2 separate regions of the Mus musculus genome follow, and region 2 is linked to region 1. A link is a contact called in public Micro-C data. All regions are on one chromosome and are shown on one strand. Each heading gives the region's core, a stretch centred on a gene start, on an enhancer-like site or on the middle of the called end of the contact. The rest is flanking DNA. Distances are from core to core; before and after follow the strand shown.

Region 1 (6,771 bases), core at 1,660-4,159:
TGGCCTCTTCTGCGTCCATCCCGGGGTGAAAACTCCCAGAAGGATAGATCACCTAGCACCCTCAGTCTCAGTCTACCTGTCTCTGAACATCAAGCTACTGCAGACTCGCGGGAAGGTGACCCAGTCAGCTGCAGACAGCCGAGAGCTGCGCTTGGCAGATTGCAGCAGGAAGAGCTAGGCGGGACTAGTGCTTTCTAATCCGGAACGGGAAGCTCTGCGGAAGGGAGCGAGGTTAACTTCCACCTTAGCTGGGGCAAACACACAACCTTCCATAGACCTATACCGATTTCACGCCGATTTTAAAAAGAAGAAAAAAACCCTTGGCACTATAATAAAAGCAAAATTTAAACACCGACACCGTGTCTTATGAATACATAAATCGTTGTTCTACTGTAGCTCGGCCACGATGAAAGAAATCGCATTAAGCTTCCTCTATAATGTATGTTACAAACATGCCTTTGCGAGAAGAAAACAAAATGCAACCTAGCCTCTCTGGCCGCAGGCCCTTCCTCACTCATTGCTCCTCCCCCTTCCCCCAAAATCAGCGTTGGATTTTAAAAGAGGGCTTGGGGCTTTCTGGAGGCGGGAAGCTTTCCTGTCACTTTATTTTTTTTCCAGGCGTTGCTGGAGCAGACCCCGCAGGGCGCATGTGTGTGAGCGTGTGTAAAATACGAATTCGGGAACAGTTCTGTGTCTAGAAATTGTGGCTTCTAGAGCTCTTGCACTGGAAAGCCGGAAGCAGTGCGCGGGACAGAGGGTGCAGGCACCACACATCGGTCGAGTTCCCAGTCCTTTCTGAACCCGGTTTCTGTAACCCCGAGACAGGCAGCCGGCCTGTCTCCTCTGCATCCCCATCCAGTGCGGTTTCCATGTTCTCATTCATTTCTTGGACCTCTCTCATTCATCCCAAACTTCCTCATTCGTTCTCCATCCTCTACTTCCCCGCCCCTCCCCAACCCCCACGCTTCTTGCCAAATGTCAGTAATTTGGGACAGCTTCTATCCATGAATTAATAAAGACTGAGGCTCCAATGGGGGGCGGGGGAGAAAGGTAGATATTTAGGAACATACATTTTAATTCCACTATGAAAATTTTGGTCATCTTCAGGCTGAGGTTCATCAAATGCATCTCTCCTGAAATTACTGTTTCATTATTTCTATTCTCATCTACTAGGAAAACAGAGTCCCCAAACATCCTCCAGGTGAAGTCCCTATCTTAAAACATTAGCTGTTTCTTAATCTATGAACATTAGTCGTCTAACTGCAAAATGCCACACTCACTTATTTCTAACACTTACAGCATTTGCTGCCCTTGGGATCTATGTCCTAGGATGGTTGCAGCTCTTTGAACTAATGTCAAAGGCACAAAACCACCAGATGCAAAGCATTAAGTCATCTCCTAAAATTAAAGGAAAAGGCAACATCCCGGTGCATGCTCCTTGCTTTGCAAAAATCCCAGTTTCTGCAAAACAATAAACAAATAAACAACCAAAAAAATCCCCCAAACAAATTCTCAAGAATATGGCAAATGCATATGGACCCCATAGAAAGAATCAGTTTTAATGCTCCGAAAGCCCCAATTTCTCTATATTTCTTATGAAGAAAAAATGTTAAGTATTTCTTCTCTTGTCCCACACAAATTCCCTGACGCACCCCTGAAATGCTGCAAGGATTTGTCTGTAAAGAACGCTCCAGCCTGGCACGAACAGTTTTCTCCATCTGCAGAATAACCACTGGGAGACTTTCTATTTTTTTCCTTTTGTCCATTCTATTAATAAGCTGCTTTAATTTCCCTTTTCAGTTACATTAATTAATGTTTCCATCCAGTATCACATAAGCGGATTCACTAGTACTTAAAACATTTGCATTTTGGATGGAAAAATATAAACTTTAAAAAAGCCTCCCAACAGTGTAGCTGAGACTCACATTCCTTAACATGAAATGGGGGGGGGGGCTAAATAAATCCATCCAATAAACCGCCACAAACAAAAATTACAAACCCACGAAAAGACAAAATGCGAACACGTTAAACCACTTTCCTGTATAAAAATAATAGAGATGCTAATCTGCCAAAAATCACAGACACACATGACCCTGAAAAAGTATATCAGTGAATATTTGGTTGATTTATCCTTCTCGGAGTAGTCTGCGGTGCCCGGAGCAAACGCTGCAGCTAAGATCTAGGGGGAGGGGCGGAGGAAGGACAAAGTTCTAAATGCTGCAGTTTGAGGGCAGCCTTAGAATATCTTTGCTTTCTGCATATAAACTTTTCAGCCCTAGCTACCTAGGCATCTTATTCCTCCCTTTACCTTTTGACCCCTCAAGATAGTATCTTGCAGTATAACAGGGGACAAATGCTACGAGCGCTCAGATCCTGTTTTAACCCCAAAGAGGGAGGAAAAAAATGGATGTGCGCTTTGGAGAAAAGGGAGAACCCCCCTTGGAAAACAGCCGGTCACACACACACACTTCCCTGCAAAAGAAATCACTTTCTTTAGGAAAACCAAACCAGAACTCCTTCCAGAGTCCCCAAGAGCTAATGCCCCGACTCAGGGAGTCTGCAGGGTTTTCTGCAACCAGCGGCAGACCCTGGCCAGCAAGTCCCCTTAGGCGCCTCTGGGGTAGGCAATCTCCGGTCGCCTACCAAGCCGTACCGGGCGGCCACTTACCTATTTGCACCGCGAGGATCAGTGAAATATATCTGCCGTTCAACTTAAGTCCCATCCTACGTTTAGTCAAACCATTTGCGACCGCAGACCTTTAAATAGTTAGTTTAGAGAACGCGGGGGAAAGCTGAAAAATAGGCATTGCCAACAAGTTCCGGGAGCGACAGAGACTTTATGCACTGGGAAGGCAGAGGGAGGAGAGAAAGAGAGGGAGCGAGGAAGAGACAGAAAGAGAGTGAGAGAGTGAGAGGCTGGGGGGGGGGGGGGAGAGCTGGGAATGGTTCACTCCATTAGGAGGGGGCGGAGGAAGTACAGCCTCACGCCCACGAGCAGGCCTGACGTGGGGGATGACACGGATTGATTTTTTTTTTTTTTTATAATATAGACACCTTGGTAGAGAATCACCATTTATAGTCATAAGACTCTGGAATTAATCAGATATCTCCAATTAATGTGCGATCTCAACGAAATCTCGCCTCTCTGTAGTGACTGATTTTCATCCCAGTGGCCACCCCCGCCTCCTCGTTCCAGGGGCCCCCAGCCCCGCCCCCTCCCTGCGCAGAATCGGGGCTCCCTCTCCTCTCCCCGCCCCGGAGACGGGGAGTCCTGGTGCGCCCACTCGATTGTTCAACCTGCTCCCTCCTTCACTGGCGCCACAACGAACCCAGACACTTCCAACCCTGCAGAGAGGTTTGGGGAGCTTTGGGCCCAGGGAGGACAGAGGGGAGAGACTCCTCCGGTCCGAATCACCCTTCTCTCGCCCTCAGTGGGGTGCAGACCCCCTCACTTGCCTACCCTAGTTTTCTCTCCAGCCCCACAGTTGAGCTCTAGGCGCAGCCTAGAGCGCGTGAGCACATAACCCGGCCCCCCAGCACACGCACACACTCACAAAAGCGCACGCCCGGGAGCGCCCCCGAGCTCGCCCGCACACTCCGCACGCGAGCGCGCGTACACACCCAGGCCCCGGGGGTTCGTTCGGCTCGCATGGGGGCCCCCAGAAATAGACTCTGCGTGCCCTCTTGTGAATGTCACTATTCGCGACGCTCACCCACCGAGGGGCATCTATACCAGGCATAGAGACACCTATTTTAGGGGGTTGGAAAGGCTGTCGGGCAAGAAGCCTAGGCTAGGGTAAATTTCGGTTTCTTGTGGTTTACAAACTCTTCGCGCTTTAGGAAATTTCCAAGGCAAGCTCTGGTGTACAACTCCTTTCTGGGGCCTCCTGAAGTCATCTGTAGGGTCACACTGACATGTTGATACACGCACCCACGTCCATCACGTACACACCCAGACCCACACACACCTGCGCTCTTTATTTTATTTTTTGATGATCCAGCACTGACTGCAGTAAAGAAATATCTCTTCAGCTGCGTTCGTGCAAGGTCCTGTAGTGGATCGTGTAAGATGGAAAAATAATCAGGGCTACTTCTTAAATGAAATTAAGTTTTGATTTTTTTTCTCCTTTTCTGCAATGCACCACACCCTCTTTCCCAGTCTGAATTCTAGCGTCTTTAATCAAATGTTGATGGCCGCATTGGCTAACTGTATTACTTGAGCCAATGAAGAGATATGCGAAAGGAGAAAAATAAAAGAGCCTTCATATTTTATAAGACTGCAGGGCGACCGCGTAAGGCTAGGTTAGTGGCAGAAATGAAAGGGGATTAGGGAGACCGGGCTTCCGTTTAATTTGCCTTTCGAAGCCCCTGCACTGGGAGCCCACACAGTCAGCCATCTGTGCACACAGACGGAGAAAGGGAGAAAAGGGTGCAAAACTGGGGTCAGGTGACGGGCGGTGGAGGGACTGAGTAGGACCGCGAGGGTCTTGAGGCAACTAGAAGCTGAAAAGCGCGCACCGAGGGGACCCAAGCTTGCAGCCCTGCAGAACTGCAGAACCAGGGCAAGCTGCCACGGCTGTAGGGGCGGAGCCACGTCCCTGCCCCTGGTGATGTCAGTGGTGGGTGGGCGGGGTAGCGGGGGCGCGCTTTCCCGGTGTCCAGGGGCCCAGTGGCGGGGCCAGGAGTTTCCTGCCCCAGTGTTCAGAGGCTCCCAGAAAAGCAGAAAAGGTGGGCGGGAAGGAGGCGGGGCGAGAAGGGTGGCGAGTGGGGGGGGGGGCGTCCCTCGGACCCTCCCCCAATGCTCTCCAATGGTAGAGAAGGGGCTGGCAAGGGGCGGGACCTCAAGGTTGGAAGCTCTTCCCCCATACTCCCTTGTCCCTTCAGGGTTCCACGCACAGGGCCACCGGTTTCCCCATCTTCCACCCACGTCCGTGGCTCTGAGCCGAGTCCTCCTGTCTCCGCTCCAAAGTCTCAGAGCCTGAGTACCCGGGAATTTACATTTCGTACCCTCAACGTCCTTGCCTTCTCCCGCTCACGCATCGGGACCTTCTAGAACATTTTCAGTGGGTGCCATGGGATCTTCCCTACTACATCCCTTCTCACTTAAAACCAGAGGCTTCAGGTGTGAGGAAGCTGCATTGAAAAACTAAATGGAGCTGAGTGAATCGTGCGCTCAAGGCGTCTGCAGTCCTGCGCGCCTGCGTAGATTCTGAACCCGCTGTTCCTTGCCACCTGGGTGCCTGCTGGTCCTTCCCTTTACACTGGCCCCCTCTACTTCCTGGCCTCCCTTCCCTGGTACAAGGCTTAAAAAAAGTGAAGCAAGAGTCTGGCAGAGGTACAGTCCATAAATAATCCGGGAGAATGAATAATTGAAAGCAGATGCTAACGATGTTTTTGTTTTTGAAATTTCTAACCTTTAAAAATCACAGGTCATTCTTCAGTCTAGGCCCAGGAAGGCTTTGTTTCTTCCTATTTTTAACCGAAGGGAAATAAAAGCCAAGATCATGGGCAAGGATGACTGAGATCACAGGGCAGTATTCATGGTTGAGGGTGGACTGGAGGTCATTTCTTTTATTAATTTGAAAAGCCTATTCATGTCATACTTAGCCCTGTCCTTCACATGACCTTGGGCATCCCTGGGAGGTTTGGGGTTTCATTCTCCCAATCTGAAAACGAAGAGGACAGGTCTATGATGCGATTTCCAGAGGATCTTCAACTCTACCTTTTTATGAATTAGAGCTTTCTTAGAATACCGTGGACATGTCTGTAAGAGGGGACGTCCAAGCCAAAGTATAATATCTAAGCAAAAAAATGTCTGTCATAGATCAACAGGGATAAAGATGGTTCCCCTTCCAATAACTAATTTTCCTAAATGCAGTACAAAACGTTTAAAAAAAAAAGAGTTCTTGGTGCTGTTTGGGTCTTCAGGCTGAACATGAGGAACACCAAATGTAGGTGTGTGTAAATGACAGGCAGGCAGAGTTCCTTTCCCTGAAACACCCAGGTTCTCTCTCAATTCAGGCTGGGCCACCACTCCAGTTTGGCTGAGCAGTTTATGAGCTGAGTTCCCTGCTCCCTCTTCTAGTTCACCATGCACAGACTTCCCAGAAGCTGCCATCTCAAGACACATCCCCTTGAAATTGTTTGTGAGAACAGTTGCCAGGACCAGTGGGAGTTCCCATTTCTGCCTTCTAGGCCAGAAAAGAAGCCGAACCAAGCACAGTGTTTACATCTGTGAAACGTCCTCATCAAACCCATTATCTTGTATGTGAAAGAAAAGTATTAGTTAAAAAACAAGATGAACCCATGTTAGCAGCCCCTTTTCTACCCTCAAGCTTACTCCTTGGTGAGGTGCCTTTTCCCCCTTTTCAAAATTTAGTGACACCTTTAGTCTCGAAATCTATGGCTGACTGAGGAAACTTGGTTTTAATGCAGACATTTGGATTCCGGAAGTCATCGCTCTCCTCTTTAAAATAAGCATGGTTGCTGTGGAATGTAGACAGAGAATGTTGAGGTGACCGTGAACATCTCCACGGTCCCTCTCCACAATGGATTACGTGTGATTTGTGTTCCCGTGTGTGATCCTTGGACCAGAAGGAGCAGAGCTGACACAATTAAACCCTCGAGAGAGCTCCCTGAGTGGCACTTTGACGTTGTGTGAGCTCTGATCTCTGACAGGAGACTTGTGTGCTGAACACTAGAAAAGTCTTCTTCTTGGGGGGGCGGTACATCCTGGAGTGTTAGGGGACACAAGGCATCTCAAGCTTGCTC
Region 2 (6,771 bases), core at 3,109-5,608, 9.2 Mb after region 1:
CTCAAAGGCAACTAACTGGGAGGCCTGAAGTCTCTTTATGCTATTTCTAACAAAATACCACTGCTTGCCAAGCCCTCTTAAAACGAAATGGGGGCTGGGGGAAGGGACACGATGCCTTTTCCAGTTCTCCATCAAGTACAGACACTTCTCGTATTTATTTTGGCAAGAGCTCATTTGTACACTGAAAGGCACAGGCCCACGTCTAACTGCAAGTCAAGCCGTTTCTCTGTCTGTCGCAGAATAGAATCGAGGCCCTCCAAGGTGTGGATAAAACTTAAAATTTCTGTCCTCTTATTTTAGATCCTGGTTTCACATGAACTCGCCTCTCAGAAATAATAGCTCGTTTTAACCACAGTGATACTTTTTTTCACTGGACCAGTGATACTTTTTTTTACTGGACCAGGCCACAGTAATGTGCCCACCACATAAACTCAGTAACCAGGGGAAACTGAGAAACCCCCTGGGAAGAAAACTGCACAACTTTCTCAGTCTTGGCACTGGAGAGGTGAGAGATTTGTGTGTGGGGGGGTGAGTGTCTCTTTATATGTCTTTCTCTCTTCTATTTTAACCGATTTAGCTACATGGCTTTAAAACTGTAAACTGACTGGCAGGGTCACAACTAAATCATGTCACATTCAAAGTTCCTAAAACATTCCCCTTCATTTGGACTGTCTGAGCAATGTTGGGCTACTTTTCTGTTATCTTTTCAGTTATAATATAATCTTTCTGTCCTTAGTAGGCTTAAGGTGGTGCCCAACGTAAGTGCTAGAGTGCAGCTCTCTAGACGTTCATTAAATTATACCCGTAGTATCATACAAACTGTTTACTGTGTAAAGCTCCAAGCAATAGAATGGCTTGTATCATCTCTCACTTAGCTGCAATATATATATATTCAATTACTTCTGAAGATATCAAAGATCAGGAGCAACAGATCCAAATTAAGGAAGATAATATTCACAATGCCTGCCTACTGTCAGTATCCTTTTTTTTTTTTTTATAATGTAGACTGTAAAGTTTAAAACTGTAACAGTGGAGATAGGCTTGCCAGATAAGTCATCTCCTTTTCATAATGTAAACCATCTAGAAAGCCAGCCAACACTGTCAGCAATTTCTATTATAAAGCATGGGTGTGCTGTCCTCTCACACTTGAAAGGGTTAAGTGCCTACCAGGCCAAAGGCTCTAGACTGAAAAAGAAAATGTTGCTTTAGTCAGCTCTGAAAGGTTTCTAGCAAGTATCAAATACTTGTTGATCTGCTCACAATGAACACCAGCAGGATTGTGAGGCTCCTTTCTCTATCTGGGGAGATGCATTTACATACTGTCCCCAGTAGGAACAGCGTGTTGGTTTCCCTTTAGAAAAGCTAAGTAGCTCGAAGCCCCATTCAGTGTCTCCTGACTGAAAGAAGACAGCAATTGAAACAGTGAAGTCTCTCCCCTCCCGGTTCGGGGCAGCTCAAATACTGTGCATAAAACACTTGGAGTAGTTCAGGCAAACCCACCTGAATGGGCCAAGGAACACTGTCTGTAGCCATGGCAACCTGATCTAATTACATGAGTGATCAGGGCTGGAGTAAGTGTACAGAAAACTAACACCACAGACAGTATCTATGATGAGAGAGGCAGACAGGCAGGAGGCTTCTCAGCCTCAGCTTTATGTGGAAGGTGGCGTTCAAGCCAATTTATTTGCAAAGCTGCTAAAATATTGACTGATGCGTGGCCAGTTAGAGGACAATCAGAGGAGATTAAATGCCACAGCTAAGCTGTTATGGTGCAATCCCTTTCCAAGAGTTCTTGCGCATGTTTTTTCTTCTCTCTGGTGGCTACCTCTAGCTTCCCCTGGCATAAGCTTCATTCAAAAATAAAATAAAAATAAAAACCCTCGGCTATCAAACTGTCTTAGCTACCCACCCACCATCAGTAAACCAGAGGGTAGGCTTAACCCAGGCTTCTAGGAATGGCAGGGCTCTTCATAAAGCTGGACACGGTTTAGCAAACACTATTGCAAAAAAGTAACCAGCTGCGCCTAAAAATACCCAGCATGTAACTACCTTGTTGCCTACGATCTATAGCAGTGCTGTTTAAATATTAAGAAGAGCTCGCATTATAAAACAGAAATGTCACTGAGATGACACTACTAGGTTGCTACAGGGAAACATAGGGCATACACACATTCCCCTGCATACCAGGCAGAATGTGAGGTGAGAACTCTAAAGCATTACTTTTTATTCTGTAGGTGGTGTGGGGTCTTCTAATTTTACTAATTGTATCCTGTGGCTCTCTCTCTGACAAACTAAGAAACCTCTTCGGGGACAGAACCAGTTTGGAGGAGTTCCTACTGCACAACATACGGTAAACAAAATAAAAATAGCTTGCCTTTCTTGTTAGCCACATAGCGCATTATATAACCAGCTTCCGACTGGCTTCTTTTTTTTTTTTTCCGCCCTTACTACTCTTCAGCAATTTCCCAACCTTCCCCAAGTATTTATATTGCCCTCTTATCTGTAGGATTATACAGCAAGAAAGCAAAACAAAACAGGACAGCCACGGGATCGAACTAAACCCCATCCTCTTACCCCTGATCCTCCCCCCACCCCACCCCCCGCGCCCCTGGCAGAGTCTAGATACAGCACCCTACTTCCACCCCCCACCACTAAGGTCCTTGCTCAATCTCCCTAGAAAACCTGAATTGTTTCACCTCTTGCAGTCAGCTCTCTACGTGGTCTGAAATAAAATGAAAGCGCACAAGCCACAGAGTTGAAGGAGGCGGCTCAAGAGAGGTCGAAGCGCTGCAGAGTCAACCAAGGGACCACCGTGGACCCCCACCCCCACTCCCCGCTCCCCATCGCGATGGTCCTGGTCCCCGCCCGGCGCGCGAACACACGCACACACGCACCTACACACTCACACGCACTTACTCCCTCCTCTCCGACCCCGCCTCACCTCTCGCTCCGCCCGTCCGGCCCCTTCCCTGCCCCCTGCGGGACCGGCCTGCGCGCTCGGCTGCAACCACGTAGGAGGCGGCGGCGGTGGCGGCGGCAGCCCTGGCAGTGGCAGTGGCGGCGACTCGGGCCCCGAGTGAACGAGCCGCGGGGCTCCGGGGCACATCCCAATCCCCGCAGCGCCTCCTCCGCCGCCACCTCCTCCTTCCCCTCCTCCCGTCTTCATTCACCCTCTCTGCCGCCGCGCAGCAGAGCAGTCCCGGCGCAGGGCAGCGCCCGCAGCTCCTCCGCTACTGCTGCGGGCGCCGGCAGAGTCGCCGGGCCGGGCTGGGGCGCTCGCGGGCTCCCGGCTCCAGCTCCGGCGGTGGCGGCGGCGTCTGCTGCTGCTGCTCTGGATCAGGAAGCGGCCGCACCAACAGGGCGGCGGTGGCAGCTGCAGCTAGGGCCGGTCTTCTCCCGCTGCGCTGCGATGGCCCGCGCGCCCTTGCCTCCTGAGGCGCCACCTCTCCGCGCCCCTAGCCTCACGCAAAGTCCCCTCTTGGTCCCCTCGTAGCCCCGAGAGGCTGGCCTAGGCGGGGAGACCCCAAGCTCGGGGTTGCCTCTGTCAAGCTAGGCGACCCCGGGCGGGGAAGCCCAGCCCTCCCTCGAGCCCCCGCAGCGCTCACCGCCCCCACCCGGGAGGGGGGACTGGAGAGGAGCGAAGAGGGCAGCGCGACCCTCCGCGGCTGCCGCCTCCCCCTGCGCCACACGGAAGGAGGAGGACCGGGCTCTATCCGCTCGCCGCCGCCGGACCGGCAGCAGCCGAAACGGGGCGCCGCCGTTCTCCCCACCCGCGCCCCCCGCCCGGGCGCGCCCCCTCTCCTGGCGGCCGCCCACCCAGCCCCTATCTGCTGCCCTTGCTAGCCGCTCCTGCTCCCAGAGGGGGTCCCGAGCCGGGAGGCTGGAGCCGGGCACTAGTGTATGTACACACAGTCACACATACACTCGCGCGCGCGCCTGCACACACACACACACACACACACACACACACACCACGACGCGTCGGTTTCCTTCGCTCCTCTTCCAGCTGTTTTCCGTGCAGCCCATTGAGACTGGGGGAGGGGGGGTGTATGCTGGATGTTCTTTGGCCCCTCTCCGGAGAGAGCAGATTGGGGTGCGGGAGGGGGTGATTTTAATCTAAATCGGGGTGGAAGGGGGAGGGGGAGAGAAAGAATCAGAGGAGGAAAAAAAATAGCCACTTACTGTAAAGTGTAAATGGATCTGGGGTTGCGTGGGGAAGGGGTAACAGAGGGAGAGACACAGTGTCCTGCGGCTGCTGTAGCTCTAGCTGCGGCTCCACAGGGCTTGTTTTGGATCCCCCTGCAGTGAAACAGGTCCTGTACGGCTCCTCCACTGTAGTAGAAATGATGTCTGCGGTATACTCTGCTCTCTCCTCCTCCTCCTCCTCCTCCCCCCTCCCCTCCCTCCTCCCTCCGCCCGCCCTCCCTCCCTCGCGCTCTCTCTCGCGCTCGCTCGCTCGCTCCAGTATGTAAATGTGTAATAGAAGCCAAATATGGAGCAGTTGGCTGCCGCCGCCGCAGCTCAAGGATCCGACTTCATGGGGGGGGAGGGGGGGGGGAGGCACCCTCTGGCAGGCGGCCCGGCGAGCCGCACAGAGCACGGCGAGCGCACGGCGCGGCTGCCGGCCCGCGCCCTTAACCCTTCTATGCACCCGGGCTGGAGCGGCGCTCGCTCCAGGGGAGGCCGGGTTGTCTCTCCGCAACTGTGGCTCCGGATCCCCGACACCGACCGGAGGGGACTGTGCCTTCCAGGTTTGAGAAAGGGGCGGGGAAGTTGGGGCGATGAGGTCATTGGAGTGGTGACCGATCGGTGCTCGCGCGCCTCCCCGGCTCCCTGCAACCTAGTTGGAGGGGGACAGGGTGAGTGCAGGGTGCAACTCAGGCAACCTGGGAGACTCGCAGCGACGGGTGTCAGGATTTGGCTCCTACTTGGTAAAATACCCAAGGGGGCGGGGAAGTCGGCTGATTTCTAATTACGAAGTGCCCTTGGTGCCCCCCGGGTGAGCATCTAAAGAGGACTCATTGTATCCTTACTGTTAACCCTCCAACCCGCCAGCCCTGCGTCATCCGAGGCAAGGCCCGCGCCTGCTGCCTTGGCTTGCAACTCGGGAAAGTTCTCAGGCTTCCCCAGCTTGCACTGGCACCCTCACCTTTCCTGCCTGGACAAGCTGGCGACCTCCCGGTCCTCCTTTCAAATTCTGCTGGTCTCGAAATCTGCTGTGGGCATGGAACGCCTCAGCTCTAGCTAGCCCTGGTAACCGACCTCACTCACTCCTCAGGGCTAACTGTGGATCATTCATTTCATCGCAAGCGAGGTAACCTGTGCACTGAGCAGTCAGTCGATGGTGGTTCTCGGGGAAACCAAGCGAAGGAACGCTCCCCCACCCACCTTGTCCCGGTGGCTAAACGCAGACGTGGACTCCCCACCCGGCCCCCTCCGGCTACACCTCAGCCAAGCGTAAGCTCGAGGGAAGAACTCTTCTCTGGAGGCGTTCACCTTGCCAACAGGTGTGGCACCCGAAAGAAGAGCCATCACATCCCCACGAGGGTCGCTCAGTGCCGCGTTCTCTTTGCAGCAGAAAATTCTTGAAGACCAGTAGGTGTCAGGCCAGCATCTGACCTCTTTCAGGTGCTTAGAACTGAGAGTCTGGAAACTCGATCCCTTGGTCTCGCTGGAAGCCACTACTATTTATTGACTCTAAGCCGGATTTGAGAGACCTTTTGGCTCCGTTTACGTATGACCCAACAATTAGTCACTGTCTGAAGCAGCGTACAGAATCACCAAGAGAAACGTGTGCGCGTTTAAACTACTGTATTGTGGAGCCGGCACTTCAGAAGTTAAATTAAAAAAATAATAATAAAATAAAATAAAAGAGATGCAGTGGTGTGTGTGTGTGTGTGTGTGTGTGTGTGTGTGTGTGTGTGTGTGTTTGTGGTGTAGGACACATTATCTATTCTCAGGTTTTGAAATACCGTGCACACATCCACGGTTGCTTAAATAGAACTACAACTGTTCCCTCTCACCGCCCCCCCCCGCCCCCACTCCCTATAAACTGTGTTGTTCACTTGAGGATCCGCGATTATTAGACTTCATATGCTAAAGTGACATTGTTGGTCTCATTACAGCCTCTAGTGGACGGTTAACGTTGAGTTTCCTGTCGGGGCTCTGTCTAGTTTTGTTTTCCCTCCTGAGCTTTATCCAGGTGAAGGTTAACAGTTCAGAGCTTAACTGACTGGTGTCTTTTCGCTCCCTCTTGGTAAAGCTGTCTTTGAAATGGAGCAGACGCTCGCTGGCTGCCTGTGGGAAAGGCGTCTGCTTTGTGCTACAGGTATTGTTCCGGCTGGCCTGTGAAACCGACAAAGCTTCTGTTATTCGCTTCACTTGCAGACAGCTTTCATATAAAAAAAAAAACAAATTTAATCTAAAATATTTTTATAACAGAAAATATTGGTTGCCATGTTTTTGGCATAACTGAGATGTTTTTATTCCAGCTCATAATCTGTAAACTGTCCAATCCACCTCCACTCTATTTTTAGACATCTTATATTTAGAGAATTTTCAAGGGGAAAAAACCTCCTAATATTGTAATTATTACGTTGGTGCAAGCAGTTAATTTGCATTATTTTAACAACCTTAAACATATTAAAACACATAATTCATATTAGACGTAGTCGATTAATTTAAATGTTCCCTGAAGAAAGCTAAATATGTACATTATCCATACAGTAAAAATAATTAATAAGAAATGTGTTGTTTACTTTCCTAACCATT

Evidence for each region. A called contact is a pair of places that touch in the nucleus more often than the background predicts.
Region 2: a contact with region 1 is called in a Micro-C map of embryonic stem cells, with 10 times the contacts expected there. The contact joins the promoter of Atxn1 here to the promoter of Nrn1 in region 1. A contact is called at or near these places in 1 of 39 promoter capture datasets (embryonic stem cells) and 1 of 484 Hi-C or Micro-C datasets (embryonic stem cells).

The regions. Positions count from the first base shown.
Region 1 is chr13:36,731,568-36,738,338 of GRCm38.p6, forward strand. Nrn1 (neuritin 1) reads right to left here and starts at 2,910. Exons shown (of 3, transcript NM_153529.2): 1 at 2,669-2,910. The coding sequence starts at 2,723. Gm30177 (a long non-coding RNA gene) reads left to right here. Exons shown (of 2, transcript XR_382190.4): 2 at 1-355.
Region 2 is chr13:45,960,633-45,967,403 of GRCm38.p6, forward strand. Atxn1 (ataxin 1) reads right to left here and starts at 4,359. Exons shown (of 8, transcript NM_009124.6): 1 at 4,183-4,359. 5033430I15Rik (RIKEN cDNA 5033430I15 gene) reads left to right here and starts at 4,592. Exons shown (of 2, transcript NR_167678.1): 1 at 4,592-4,751; 2 at 5,279-5,876.